Regions from separate parts of the Mus musculus genome. Here region 1 is linked to region 2. Evidence: chromatin contacts called from public promoter capture Hi-C data. All regions are on one chromosome and are shown on one strand. Each heading gives the region's core, a stretch centred on a gene start, on an enhancer-like site or on the middle of the called end of the contact. The rest is flanking DNA. Distances are from core to core; before and after follow the strand shown.

Region 1 (6,448 bases), core at 890-3,389, 320 kb before region 2:
GTCATGTTTTATTTCTTTTTTTTCTTTTATTCATTCATTTGATGCCATTAACTACTATTACCATAGTTGCAAGCTGGAGATTTTATAATTTCCTTTGGTTGTCCTCTAAGTACAGACTTAAAAATTCTTTCTCACTGTGGTTAAAAACATCTGTCTAATCAAATATTCAGAAATAAAGAGTGTTAATGCTCTTAACTGAAAATCTTTTTTGGGTCCCCAAACTTTTTACCATGACTTCAAGGCATAAAGCCTTTTCTACAATGTGAATTTCAGTACAGATTACAAGTAGTGGTAATACTAACATATCTAAAACTTTTATGTATTTTTTTAATGAACTTTTAAAAAATCTTGTAAGCTTGATTGCGTTCTTAAGCTGGCATCTAGGCATCTGAGTTTTTGATGAGTATAGGCTTAGGTGCTGACTTCTGGGAGGTCAAGAAAGGGTGGTCTGGGGATCCACAGGAGGCATAGATGGGGGGAGGAGTGGATTGTGGGCTTGAGTCTGCTGGGGAACCAGAGAGACCAAAAAGGGCCTGCTGGTAGCCTACCTGGTCTTCTGTCAGGTGTGGTCTCTTAACGAGCTTGTAAACTTGGCTGAACAGACTGGTCGGAGAGCCCCAGAGATCCTCCTGTCTCTTCCTCCCCGGAACTGGGATTGTAAATGCATGGCACAATGGCCAGCTTTTTAATGTGGGCTTTGGAGATCAAACAAGCCCTTTCCTGTCTGAGCCTTACCCAGAGCCCAGACTGAGCTCTCTCTAGAGCCCAGGTGTCCTCCGCTTTATGGGATCCTGGTAGGAAGTTGTATCGATTTCTGGTGTGTCTGAGAAGTTCATAGGCCCAGTTTTTTCTGATAGGATTTTAATCATATCATGACTGTGATGATTAAATGTGATATGATCATAATATGGGCCCATGTGCTCATATGAATCATAGGTGCTCATAGGAATTATAGATAAAATAGTCCCAATTTACATTACATTTACCTATATAGATAAATTTATAGGATAGAACCCTTTCTACTTTTAGGAGTAAGTTATTCATCGGTGTTATTTATCACTGTGTGCCTTGTGGGCAGTGTGTAGAGATAGTGTTTCTTTCTTTCTTTTTTTTAAGATTTATTTATTTATTATATGTAAGTACACTATAGCTGTCTTCAGACACTCCAGAAGAGGGCCCCAGATCTCGTTATGGATGGTTGTGGGCCACCATGTGGTTGCTGGGAATTGAACTCAGGGCCTTCGGAAGAGCAGTCAGTGCTCTTGACCGCTGAGCCATCTCTCCAGCCCCGAGAGAGAGAGTGTTTCTTATGTGTCCACTATAGTACATTCTGCCTCTGTGTTTCCATTCAAATGTCTGTTTAGCACACAAAATTACAAAAACACACTGTTGGAAATGACCTCCACAATGGTTGTGTAATATATATTTGAAATGCAAATGAATTTTGTATTCAGAGCAATTAAATACAAAAGGTGATTTAAGATGGAGTTTCTCAGGACACGTCACATGGAGTCTCTAAGTCCACTGTTTTAAGCAGTATAGGATAACTTAGAACAGGGCACAGCCTGATGCTTCAGGTAGGCATGGTAGAGAGATGCTACCACTCTTTCCTCACTCTGACTTCCGATCCCTAGCTGGGGCCATGCAGAAGCCAGAAAGCAGGAGAACTGTGTTGGTGCTGCCCAGAGAACTGGGTTTTACTGGGGCTTAGAATAGGGCGGGGAGTCAGTCTAGGAAAGACTAACGTATGAACTCTTCAGTGGACAGCCTCACTAAGCCCCTGCTTCTGAGGTCAGATTCTGGTATCCATTTACAAGTTTTAATTGATAGTTTAATCATCAGTCTTTGCAGTAATTAAATTCTCATTCTGCTCTCTGGCCAGCACACAAAACACAGGTCTGTGGGCTAACCGTATTGAGGTGCTTGAAGCACTCAGATCTTTCAGTTCCTAAGGAAATCCACTTGTTTCATTTAGAAAGCAGAGCAGGGGTCAGTTCAGGGCATGTTGAAATCATGTTCTGTGGATGGCAGGGCTCTTCTGAGCTCAGACTAGAGCCTGGCTCCACCAAGCAGTGAGGAAAGGGGGCAGCTGTGTTCACCCAGACAGATGGAATTGGAACTCCGAATGAGAGACACCAAGAATGCAAAACACCCAAGTAGGCAGATGTTAATGAGGCCCAAGCTCATTATTCAAGCCAGCTCTTAGTCTGTAGCATTGAGCAATTCTAAATCTCAGGCAGCCATTCAAACCACAGTGGCTGATAATGTGCATCACTCATTAGAAGGCCCAGACATCAGAGAGTTGGAGAGTGGGAACCAGAAAGCATCAGGAACCAAGAGCTCGAGGAAAATCATCAAAGGGTTTCAGATCCCTACACACACCCCCTACTCCAGGACCCACCCAAGCAGACTATTTGCTGAGAGAATGTGTGAGGCAAGAGAGAAATGCCTGAGTTTATCCTAGCTAGAAGGGGACAGTACATCGGATCATTAAAAAAACTTCAAATTGCCTCTCAGAACTGTCTGTGTGTCCCCTGTGGCCCTGGGCAAGAAGGAAGAGCAATTTGTCCGAGCCCCTTAATGTAAGAACTGGAGTCAGTATCCAACCTTCTCCAACTTTCTATCTGGGAACTCCAAACATTCCAGCAAAAAGGGGCAGGGCTGGGCATTAGTTCAGTAAGTAAAGTTCTTGCCCCAGCTGAGTTTGGATCACCAGTAGAGCAGAGTGTCTCTGTAACCCAGGCACTGGGAAGTGAAGACGGGGGATCCCTTGTTGTCCAGCCAGTCTTGCCTACTCAGCAAACTCTGGGACTCACTGAGAAACCCTGTCCCCCAAAATAAGGTAAACAGTGAGTGAGGCTCCTAGTATCAACCTCTGGTTCCGACTTGCATGGCACACACACACTCACGCAGGCACACACACTTTGTATGAATAATATTCCGTTGCTTCTTATTTCACATATGCTTACCCTAAGCATTGGATTTTAAATTCCAGGTAATCATTCACTGAGTGAATACTGAAGACCCGGCAGAGTCTGCAAGTGTGGCTCAGAACCCAATTTCCCCGTTAAGGCACCTACCTGTATGTGTGTGGGAAATTATTCTCATTGACTGGTCTAAAGATATCTACACCCCATGGGCTTTCCCGTCTCCCATTCATTCACACTAGAAGTAGAGGATAGAGCTGTGAGCCAAACAGCCCCCACGCTGATATTTAAGTTGTGGATATGTAGCCTCACAGCAGGTTCCGTGAGAGCAGCTGGTGTCTGAGGCAGAAAAGCACAGAAGCCTCTCCCAAGAGCTGACTGAAGCTAAATGAGACCAGAGTGAGCCCCGTGGCTCTGGAAGAAGAGCCTTAGCCTCTCATTTGACTTTGTGTGGATCCTAAATTCCTGTTTTGGGCCCCAGTATGTAGAGTCCAGGGCATCATGCATTCAACACAGGCGCTCTATCAACTGAACTTAAAAAAAGACTGACTGGGGCAAATCTCTCTACATGCTAGCCATGCTTTTTGAAACACTTCTATAAGCAGAGTCCCCTCACCCCCTCATTCTCTTTCCAGTTCTGCCACCAAACGTCCCCTTCTCGGTGAAAACATGCCAGACTGTAAGTTCCCTCTTCTCCAGGCCCAACGACATTGCTTCATGTCCTTCAGGCCTGCATATCTCTACTTGAGATGACTGATGGATAGACAGCCCTGGTTTAAGATAGTACCAAAAATGCAAACATAAGGTAGTTTGTAGATGTGCTGTAGATACGCATAAGATATGCTGGAGTGGAGTTTGATTTCTTGCACTCTTTTCTAGATCGTGAGATCGGGTAGACAGGGAGTTTCTCATGTCCCCATTTTTCCCCATCTATCACCTGTCTTGTTTTCAACACCATGGTGCTATGTGGAATGCACCCGCCCCTCCCCCCACAACCAGGTGCTCTGCTCACTGCTTGCCCTGTCTGTGACAGGTTCCTGGGGACAGTTGCCACCTGTTCCTGGGTTGAGCCCCTGGGTTGAGCTGTCCCTGAACACTCAGTTAGAGACAGTTTTTCTGAACGCTAGTCCCAGCTCCTGGCACAGTGCCTACCTTAGCTGATGTCAATCTACAACCAGCTGGCAAGTCCCACAAATGGCAGACTCAAAATTTTGTAAAGTAAATGACTCACCGCTGAGAAGACATGACTGCAGTTGGCACCAGGTGGGGGTTTTGTGATAAGACGCCACACTTGACCTCTGACCTTGAGAGGACATATGGTTTAGGTTCAGATGCTGACAGACATCACTGTCAGGTTCAGTGTAGAAGTCTCAGGGGAAAGAAGGCCTTGACTGTTATGGGGTAAGTTGCACAAGAAAAAGACAATGTGAGCTTAGAAAGAAATGCCAGGCCTGCAGCCCCTCATCTCCAGACAACAGTTAGGAACTCTGCCCTGGGAGAGCAAAACAGCCGCCAGCCAATCCCAGGAGGTGGAACAACATGACTTCTGACTCCAGCAACACAGAAAGGAAGGGAAAGAGTAGGACCTTCTGCCCCCGAGCCTGCCACGCCCACACACTTAACCAGTGATGTAGTTAGCTTGTTACTTTTTTCATGACTGTTTCAAAATACCTGGCCAAAGCAACTGAAAGGAGGGAGATTCAGTCCATCATTGGGAATAGCCTGTGGCTTTGAGAGCAGAATGTAGCCAGCCACGGTACATCCACAGTCAGATAGCAAAGGAGGCCGGGTTTATTTTAGCAATGGTGATGTATTAACAGCAATAAGAAAAATGAACTCTGGAAAGTTAGAGCAAACTGAGGGCCTGAGAGCCAGCGACTGGGCCTCTCTGAACCCGCTTCCTTGTCTGTAAAGCAGAGATGATGCGGCCAACTCTGCAGACTTGCCGATATGGTTAAAACAGATGACGTGGGGGGGTGGGGGTGGAGGGTGGCGGCAATGCCCTTGATAAATTATACAATGATGTTTGAGGTTTCCTGTTATATTCAGATGCTGTTTTTCTGGGATGTTTCTTTGTTTTGCTGATCGCTAATGTTTCTGTGTCGTTTGGCCTGTTTGCTGGTATTGTGGAATCGAAATCCTCACCTCACCCTCTGTAGAATTTCTCATGATGGTTCGGTAGTGCCTGGCAGTGCTCAGGGCTCTGAGGCTTAGACAACTTGTGCTTCACGGAAGGAGACTGGCTCAGAGGGAGGCCAGTGTCGAAGGGAAATATGGGGTATCCAAATGTCCTGGTTTCATTTCCTTTCTGATGATAAATTAGCCTGGAAAGAAACAACATAGGGGGGAAGGGGGATTTATTTCCACTTGCAATTCCAGTTACAGTCCATCGTTGTGGAGAAATCAAGGAAGGAAGTTCAAATAGCCACATCATATCCATCATAGCCAAGACCCCTGAGGACCTTATTTCTTCCATTGCTATCTCATAACAGTGTAACAAATGTCCTCAAATCTTTGTGGTCTAAACTCATGGCATTTTATTTTATTTTATTCTATGGGTTGAAAATCTGGGCAGAGCTTGGCTGGGTGGTTCTTCTGCTCAAGATGCGGTTCCCCGGGGCGATTTGGTTGGCTTGTGGCTTGGTAGTTCTGGGAAGCTCACTCAGCCTACCTTCTCCTTCTCTTGTTCCAGGGTTCTTATACGTGCTTTTGCTTCTGCGTGGCTGTGAAGCTTTCCAGTCCTGTGGGCTGGGCTTCTGCTATGGCAATTGGTTTTCAGTAGAATGAACCACACAGAGGTATCTGTGTAATTTCATTTCTGTTGCTGTGATAAAATACTCTGACAAAAAAGCAACATGAAGGGGAGGGGGACACTCAACTTACAACTCCAGGCTGCAATCTGTCATAGCAGGGAGGTTGTCAGAGTGACGGGAACCTAAAATAAGTCACACCCACAGTCAGGAGCACTGAGGAATGAATGGATGCGTGCTCACTTGCTTGTAGTACTCAGCTAGATTTCTCCACTTGTGTACAGCTCAAGACCTCCTGACTCAAGAATCGTGGGCTGTATTTTCCCATGTGAATTAGCTTAATTAAGGCAACCTCCCTTAAGCCAACCCAATGCTAATCATCCCTTATTGAGACTCTTCCAAAGTGATTCTAGGTTGTGTCAAGCTGACAGCTAAAGCTAACCACTACTGTATGTGTGGTCAGTGAAGTTATATAGCATTACTTTGACATTTTATATTAATTTTTTATCATATTCTAGTATCTACAGGTAGGCATAGGGCAAATCTAAATAAAAGTAGGTCCCTTCTCTTGATCAAAGTTGTAAAGAATTTAAGGGGCACTACCCTTCCATTCTTTCTCTAGGCAGTAGCTAGATGGGCTCTTTGGAAGCTATTATAGATTCTAGACGTATGTTCAAAGCCCTTTGGGGTTCCCTTTCTGCCCCATAGTGGTGAGGAAGTGGTGGGTATGCTCTCTCAACCTCCACACATGTGGGTTCTACATCCTCTTTC
Region 2 (6,670 bases), core at 1,014-3,513:
TCTTCTCTTGGTTTACACACACACACAGAGCTGTGAGCTCTGGTCTCTGAGATCTCTCCACTTGCACAAAAAGCCATCCATACCCATGTGTCCCAGCTCTGGACACTGAACAAGGGTAGGAATGAAAGATGCTTCACATTTAAAAACAAACAAACAAAAAAGCCAATTTGGGTCTTCTAAATACAAGAAAACAACTTTTCACAAATGTTCCAGAAAACCTCAAACAAACAAAAAAAGATGGCTTTCAGATTTGTTTTTTGGTTTGTTTGTTTTTTTTTTTTTTCCTCAGAAACATTAGAGAATTGTTTTCCTTTGGAGTTTGGGGTGGAGTCAAGAAGAGAGGGAGTTTATTCCTGGGAATCTAAAATGTATCTTTCCCAGTAAGGGGGACAAGGGAGCAGAGATCCAAAAATATTGTCTCTGTAGTACTTGTGACACATTTGTGAGGGTGCTCAGGGGAAACACCCGGGACCTCTTCCTCTCTGATCTGGCCCAGGGAATGACCTTGCTCACTGGGAAACAATGTTTCCCTGGGGAGAGTGTGTCCACTGTTGGGGATTCCAGTTCTTGACTTCAGGTTCCTTGTAGCGGCCATTTTCCATTTCTCCGAAGAGAATGTAGAGACTGATCCGGGGCAGAAAACAATGGGTAAGGTTAAAGGAAAGAGGGACAGGCAGGGTGCTGGGAGCCCGGGAGCATTGGGGACAGACTCAAGCACCTTTGTAACTGCTGCTGGAGACTGCCCGTGACCCCAGAGGGATCCATTTAGGGACAGTTTACAGGCCCTTCTGGAATCCATACCCACACCCTAGTTTGCTTTTCAATTTCTGAGGCACTCCAGGTGCTTGTACTCAAAATCCCCTGAAAGTCACAGTCAGGAGAGTCTTAGCAGCCGCCTGAACCCTTAATTTACAGTTGACAGAAAATAGACCTGGAAAAGACAAGAGACTTCCCCCAGGCAAGTTCACAGCAGAACACAGGCCTGGAACCCTGGCTGCCTCATGTGACGTCAGAGCTGCCCAGTGCTTGCTTAGGAGGTCCCTGCTGCTATAGAACTCTCTGTCTCCTCACCACTGATGAGGAGACAGTAAAAATCCTCGAAGACTCACTCTGAGATAGGGTCCCATGTAGCCCAGGCTGCCCTCAAATTCAATATGTAGGAAAACCTTGAACCTCTGATGGCCCCTGTCTCTGCCTCCTGAATGTTGGAGTCATGGCTGCTAGGGGTGGAAGCCCCTAGCATGCAAAGTGAGTACTGTAGTCACATCTCCAGCCCAGCAAAGTGATACCTGAAGATAGTGCTGACGTCATCTATACCTGGTTCTTAGAATAGTATCCCATATATCACCAGTGCTCGGTGACACTGTACTGTCAAGCCCTCCCATGGTGAACAGAGCTTACTGCAAGAACTTCCCCCCACCCACCTCAGGACACAGGCCACCCTGACTCTGTGGGTACACATGGCCAATGATAATTCTGGGACAAAGCCCTCCAATGGGACAGTTGAGTGAGCTCAGCAAAGACATGGGTACAGAGGGGCTCCTGGGTCCTGAAGGGTTTCTGGAGGAAAGGCAGACTTGGTGTTTCATGATGGATAAGGAGTTAGCCAGGAGAGGGGTGGGCAGAGAGACCTGGGTACAGGGTCTGGCAGTGAGAATATCCAATGACCCCAGAGCTGAGCAAGGGGCAGAGTGGGTTTGTCAGGGTGAATCAGGTGACAGACAGGGGAAGACTGGATTCCAACAGTAGAGGAAAGAGGTGGTGAACACAGCCTTGTCACAGGTCTATCAAGACTTTATGTTCCCTTTAGACCATCAGCTGCTGATACCTAGTGATCAACTGACTCACATCTCTGAGCCTCAGTTTCCCCTTCTACTCCAAAAGTAGACTGACCAACATGACCTCCCATAATGCCACCCCTTCTTCCTTAAGGACAGCTGATTTCCAAGGAGAATTTCATTTTAGGCCTGTGTCCTGCCAGGAGCCCCGAGACAAATGTCTTTCCTCTTTTGTCTTCTCTGTTAACCCTGGGTCACTTCCAGCCTGTGTCAAATTTTTAGTTGTTGTTATAACTGAGCCCCCACTAGTTCCCAGTTCTGAGGACATCTTTAACCTTGGGCCAGAAGAGAGAGGGCCAGCCCCAGCCCTGGGAGGACGGTGGAGTGGGAAATGAGGGGTTGGGAAATGAGGGGGTGGAGACCGACGCCCCAAAGAAAAGTACAGAAAAGGTCAACACATGCTTCCTGGCCCCAGTCACGTTGCTGGACTCCAGCTTGTGGAGGCTGAGTTGAACTGAATCCAGGGAGGGAGCCCAGACATCAGGAAGGACCCAGCTGGGCACTTTGCATGGAGGACATTGCCATCTAGTGGTCATTCTGTGTTGAGCCCAGTGTCAACATTCCTGGAATCTGAAGCCCTCTTCAGGGTCCTTCAGCCTCCTTTGCTCCCTCCCCACTAGGTCATGGACAGTTCAATGCCCCTGATTGGAGAACACGTGGAAGAAGACAAGCAGCTAATGGCTGACCTTGTCGTTTCCAAGATGAGCCAACTCCTGGTGCCAGGGGCCACGGTGCCCTCACCTCTGAGACCTTGGGTAAGGTTCTCTTGAGAACAAAGAATAGTGGCTCTGGAATGAAAGCCCCTAGGATCCAAAGGAGATAACCCCGGGCTGGCATCATGTAGAATGGGTTGGGGACAGAGGCAGGAAGGGCCTTGCAGGGGCCCTCTCAGAGCCTCATATTCCCTAGGAAGAAAACTGTCCCATCAGCCTTTAGACAGATTGTTAGCAACATTCATCTCTGTGTTCCCATGTTGGACCTGAGCAGAGGTGTGTGCAAGAATACTTGTACACAGATGCCCTATGTCCCCAGTGCACAGGTCAATAGAAACTATTGTGTCTCAGTTTTCCCCACCCCCCAAACCAGCAATCTCACAATACACACACACACACACACACACACACACACACACACACACACACTGCTCAGGCCTTAGCAGGGACTACCAGACCAGTCTTCAAAAGTTTACCAGCTTGCTAGCCTTCTGGGAAAGCAAGTTTCAAATCTTGCCCCCAACCCCAGCCCCTCCTTATTCCACAGAAACTCATCTCTTCATAGACAGGGGGAAAGTAGTTAAACTCAAGGGGCTGTTGGGAGCCAGGGGGCGGGGGGAGGCATTTGCAGCATCCTAAAAATCTATTCTAAAAATCTATCATGAGCTACACTGAAGAATTGCGCATCATGGATTTTACATCGGTGATTTTTTTAAGGCTTATATAAGGCTTAGCCTCCCACCAGAAATACTGTAGCCACTGGCATCATTTCTCTTCTCTTGCTCTAGGGTCCACAGACTAAACCTGCAAAATCTCCAGGGCAAGGCCAGCTAGGACCTCTACTAGGACAGCCCCAGCCAAGGCCACCTCCACAAGGTAAGCCACAGGTCAGCCACAGAGAGACACTGTTTTCAATAACATTGAAATGCAGTGCAGAGGACTGTGAGGTGTCTCAGTGAGAAGAACTCCTTTTGTGCAAGCATGAAGACATGAGTTCAAATCCCCGTCACACAAGTAACAAGCTGGGCATAGGCAAACATGCCTGTAGCTACAGCACTGGAGGAAGGGAGAAACAGGCAGTTCTTGGGAACTGGCTAACGGGTTAGTCTAGCTCAAATGGTCAGCTTCAGGCTCAACAAGAGATGCTGTCCAAAGCAGTGTTTCTCAACCTGTGGGTCATAACACCTTTATGGTTGCATATCAGATATCCTGCATATCAGACATATACGTTGTGAATCATAATAGTAGCAGAATTACAGTTATAAAGTAGCAAGGTGGTCACTGAAATGTGAGGAACTAGATTAAGGGGTCACGGCATCAGGAAGGTTGAGAACCACTGGGCTAGAGTAAGGTAGGAAGCAATAGAGAAAGACACTCAGTGTCCTCTAACCTCCACGTGTACATCCAAGGGTGTGTACCTACACAGAGCAACTAAATAATAATTAAATCAATAAAAGTGCATTGCTGGAGACAATGGTTCTCTACCTTCCTGGTGCTGCAACCCTTTAACACAGTTCCTCGTGTTGTGGTAATTCTAAACCACAAAATTATGCTTGTTGCTATTTCATAACTAATTTTGCTACTGTTATGAAGTGTAATGTAAAGATCTGTGTTTTCTAGTGGTCTTAGGCAATCCCTGTGAAAGGGTTGACCACACGCACGCACGCACACACTCATGCACGCACGCACACACACACGAGGCCACGATCCATGAGAACTGCTGGTCTAGACAATCCATCCTGGTGCTTTATCCTTACTGTGTATACTCCCTCCATCTACATGATGAGGACCCTAGGAGGGATGCTGTCCTCCTGAGGTCAGGGAAGGAGTTGGAAAGAGAGAACAGAAGGATTGCTAAGTATTTAACCTGTCAGCCCCTGTGCTGGGGCCACTCCCTTCTACACTGGAATTCGTCCTCCCTACTGCTCTGTAGAGGAAGCGTTAGGGTTTCCCTGTTCCCCAGTAGGAAGTTGAAGCTTTGCCCAGGAAGGCACAATGAGAAGATGGCTGGTTTACAAGCCTGGACCTTTAAGCCTTCTGGGAAATGTTATTTCTAGCCACTAGTGGTGCCTGAGTATACATTTGTGAGCCAAGCAGCTAGAGTGAGAAAGATAAAAGAAACTCCTAACATTATACCCTCAGCTGCCAACATTATTCCTCAAAAGAGTTGCTGCTTGATAGGGGGTGGATACAGGAAGGACCACAAGAAGTGAGGGGAAGGGGCGGGGGTGTCAGGAGAATAGCTAAAGACCTCCTGGAGGAAGGCTCTCCCACGAAAGGGCTCAAGAGGAGTACCTACAAGCATGTCTCTTGCAGCAGAGGAGGGTGCTCAGCTCCGCTGCTCTGAGCCAGCTGGGGCTTCAGAACAGCTTGCCATGGGAATGCCAAGGCAGATGATCTCCTGTGGTCTTGACAGAAGGTGTCTCCTCCATTCTGTCCTGAACTTTCTAGTCACTTCTATTAAAGTGACAGATGGCTTCCTCTTCCACAGCTCTAGGAAACACAGCTCCCACTTCCTTCCCTCCCTGCCTTCATCCCTTTCAGCCTTCTCTCTCTCCTTCCTGTAAAAGCAACTTTGTCTCAGAGGCTCACTGCCTGTGTCTGCTAACCTAGGCCGCCTAGTCCTGGAAGCTTCTAGCTTCTGTACAATCTACTCCTAGAATGTTTTTCAGCATCTGGGACTTGCTGATGAATATATTCACCCTTTCTAGTTCTTTCTGATTTCTGGCTGGCTAATTCAACTCAGCTATCTGGTTCAAATTCCTCTCCAAGCTGACTGATTCAATCTGGCTTCTCTTGCCTTCTCCTGAATTGCTCTGCTTGGCTTCATACTAACTTTGGCAATGTGTTCTAATCTTCTGGTTTCTTTTCACTCTCTGGCTAGTTCCGTCATCACCTTGTTCTCTCTTCAACCTCTCTCTGTAAAAGAGAGAACAAGGTGATGACAGAACTAGGGTGATGCCCCTTCCCTTTTCTCTCTCTCCCTGCTCTTCCTTAGGTAGCCTCTCTTTCCTTGTGAGAGTTGGCATATCCTATTCTGTCAAATCTTTCTCTGATTCATCACTTTGTCTGCTACTCAATTAGACTTCACTTTCAAACATGGGTGCTTCCTTTTAGAAACTAACTTTACCTTCATGTTTGGGATTAAAGGTATATATTAAGGACCTGTCTGTATACCAGCCAGAGGAATTAAAAGTGTTCTCTAAGGCTAAACCACACCACAACTAGAAACATGGTTTTTCCAGTAAACAGCACAATCTTGGGGTTCATAGTGTGATGAAATAGCTTACAACATCTTCCTTCTTTTCCCTGTTACTTTATTTATTTAGCATAACCCTCCAGATTAACTTCCTTTCTCATATAAATGCCTTTGAAATTGACTGCCTCCCACCCTGTATACTCTAAATGTATACCCAGTAATCAAAATTATATTTAACCATGGCCTAAAATACCAATTAGGTGGCACTTTAATTCTCAATATCTGTGATCAAATACTCTTCTCTGAATATAACAAACAAGGCATGATGAGTCACACCTGTAATCCCAGCATAAACGAAGCTGAGGTAGGAGGACTGCTGTGGATTTGAGGTTAGCCTGGGCTACCAGTGAGTGCAATGTCAGGCCAGCCTGGGCTACAGTGTGAGATTCTGTCTCAAAAGGGCGAGTGGAACGCTGAGGAGACAGTTTTGATCTCACATTTCAAAACCAAATGAAACAAACAAACAAACAAACCCCTTGGTGTGGCACTGTGCTTGTAATCCTAGAGCTGGAAAGGTGGAGACTGGGGGAATCTTTGAAGCTAGTTTGTCAACTAGCCTACTTGGAGAGTTTCAGTCTTAAAAAAGAAAAATTTTGACCTCTAACCTCCATAGGCAAGTTTGTACCCATACAGCTATGTGCACAAGCACACACACACATACACACACACACACACACACACACACACACACACACACACACACATGGACAAGGAGCATGGGGCAGAGGGTTGGCATATAATAACATACCCAAAACTGTGTGCATTCTGGAGTCCAGAGTTAGCCTCCCCAGTTATTTCAGAGTCTTTCTTCCAAAAATGTATTTTATTCTCTCTAGTGACAAGTCTTCACAGTTTGAATA

Evidence for each region. Capture Hi-C pulls out chosen DNA fragments and counts their contacts.
Region 1: a promoter capture Hi-C map of adipose tissue shows a contact between it and region 2. The contact joins two enhancer-like sites. A contact is called at or near these places in 1 of 115 datasets of contacts at active chromatin or transcription factors (SST interneurons) and 1 of 9 other capture datasets (adipose tissue).

Annotation. Positions count from the first base shown.
Region 1 is chr10:86,385,817-86,392,264 of GRCm38.p6, reverse strand. All of the region lies in intron 4 of Syn3 (synapsin III), which reads left to right. Among named protein-coding and RNA genes, the nearest start is that of Timp3, 89 kb to the right of the region's middle. Within about 2 kb of position 2,139, at least 58 of the 459 cell types and tissues checked have an H3K27ac peak or open chromatin away from gene starts, as enhancers often do. A contact at or near this core is called in adipose tissue, where this site is marked.
Region 2 is chr10:86,060,719-86,067,388 of GRCm38.p6, reverse strand. It overlaps Syn3 (synapsin III), which reads left to right. Exons shown (of 14, transcript NM_013722.3): 11 at 2,459-2,593; 12 at 3,340-3,427. Among named protein-coding and RNA genes, the nearest start is that of Gm51812, 5.0 kb to the left of the region's middle. Within about 2 kb of position 2,263, at least 59 of the 459 cell types and tissues checked have an H3K27ac peak or open chromatin away from gene starts, as enhancers often do. A contact at or near this core is called in adipose tissue, where this site is marked.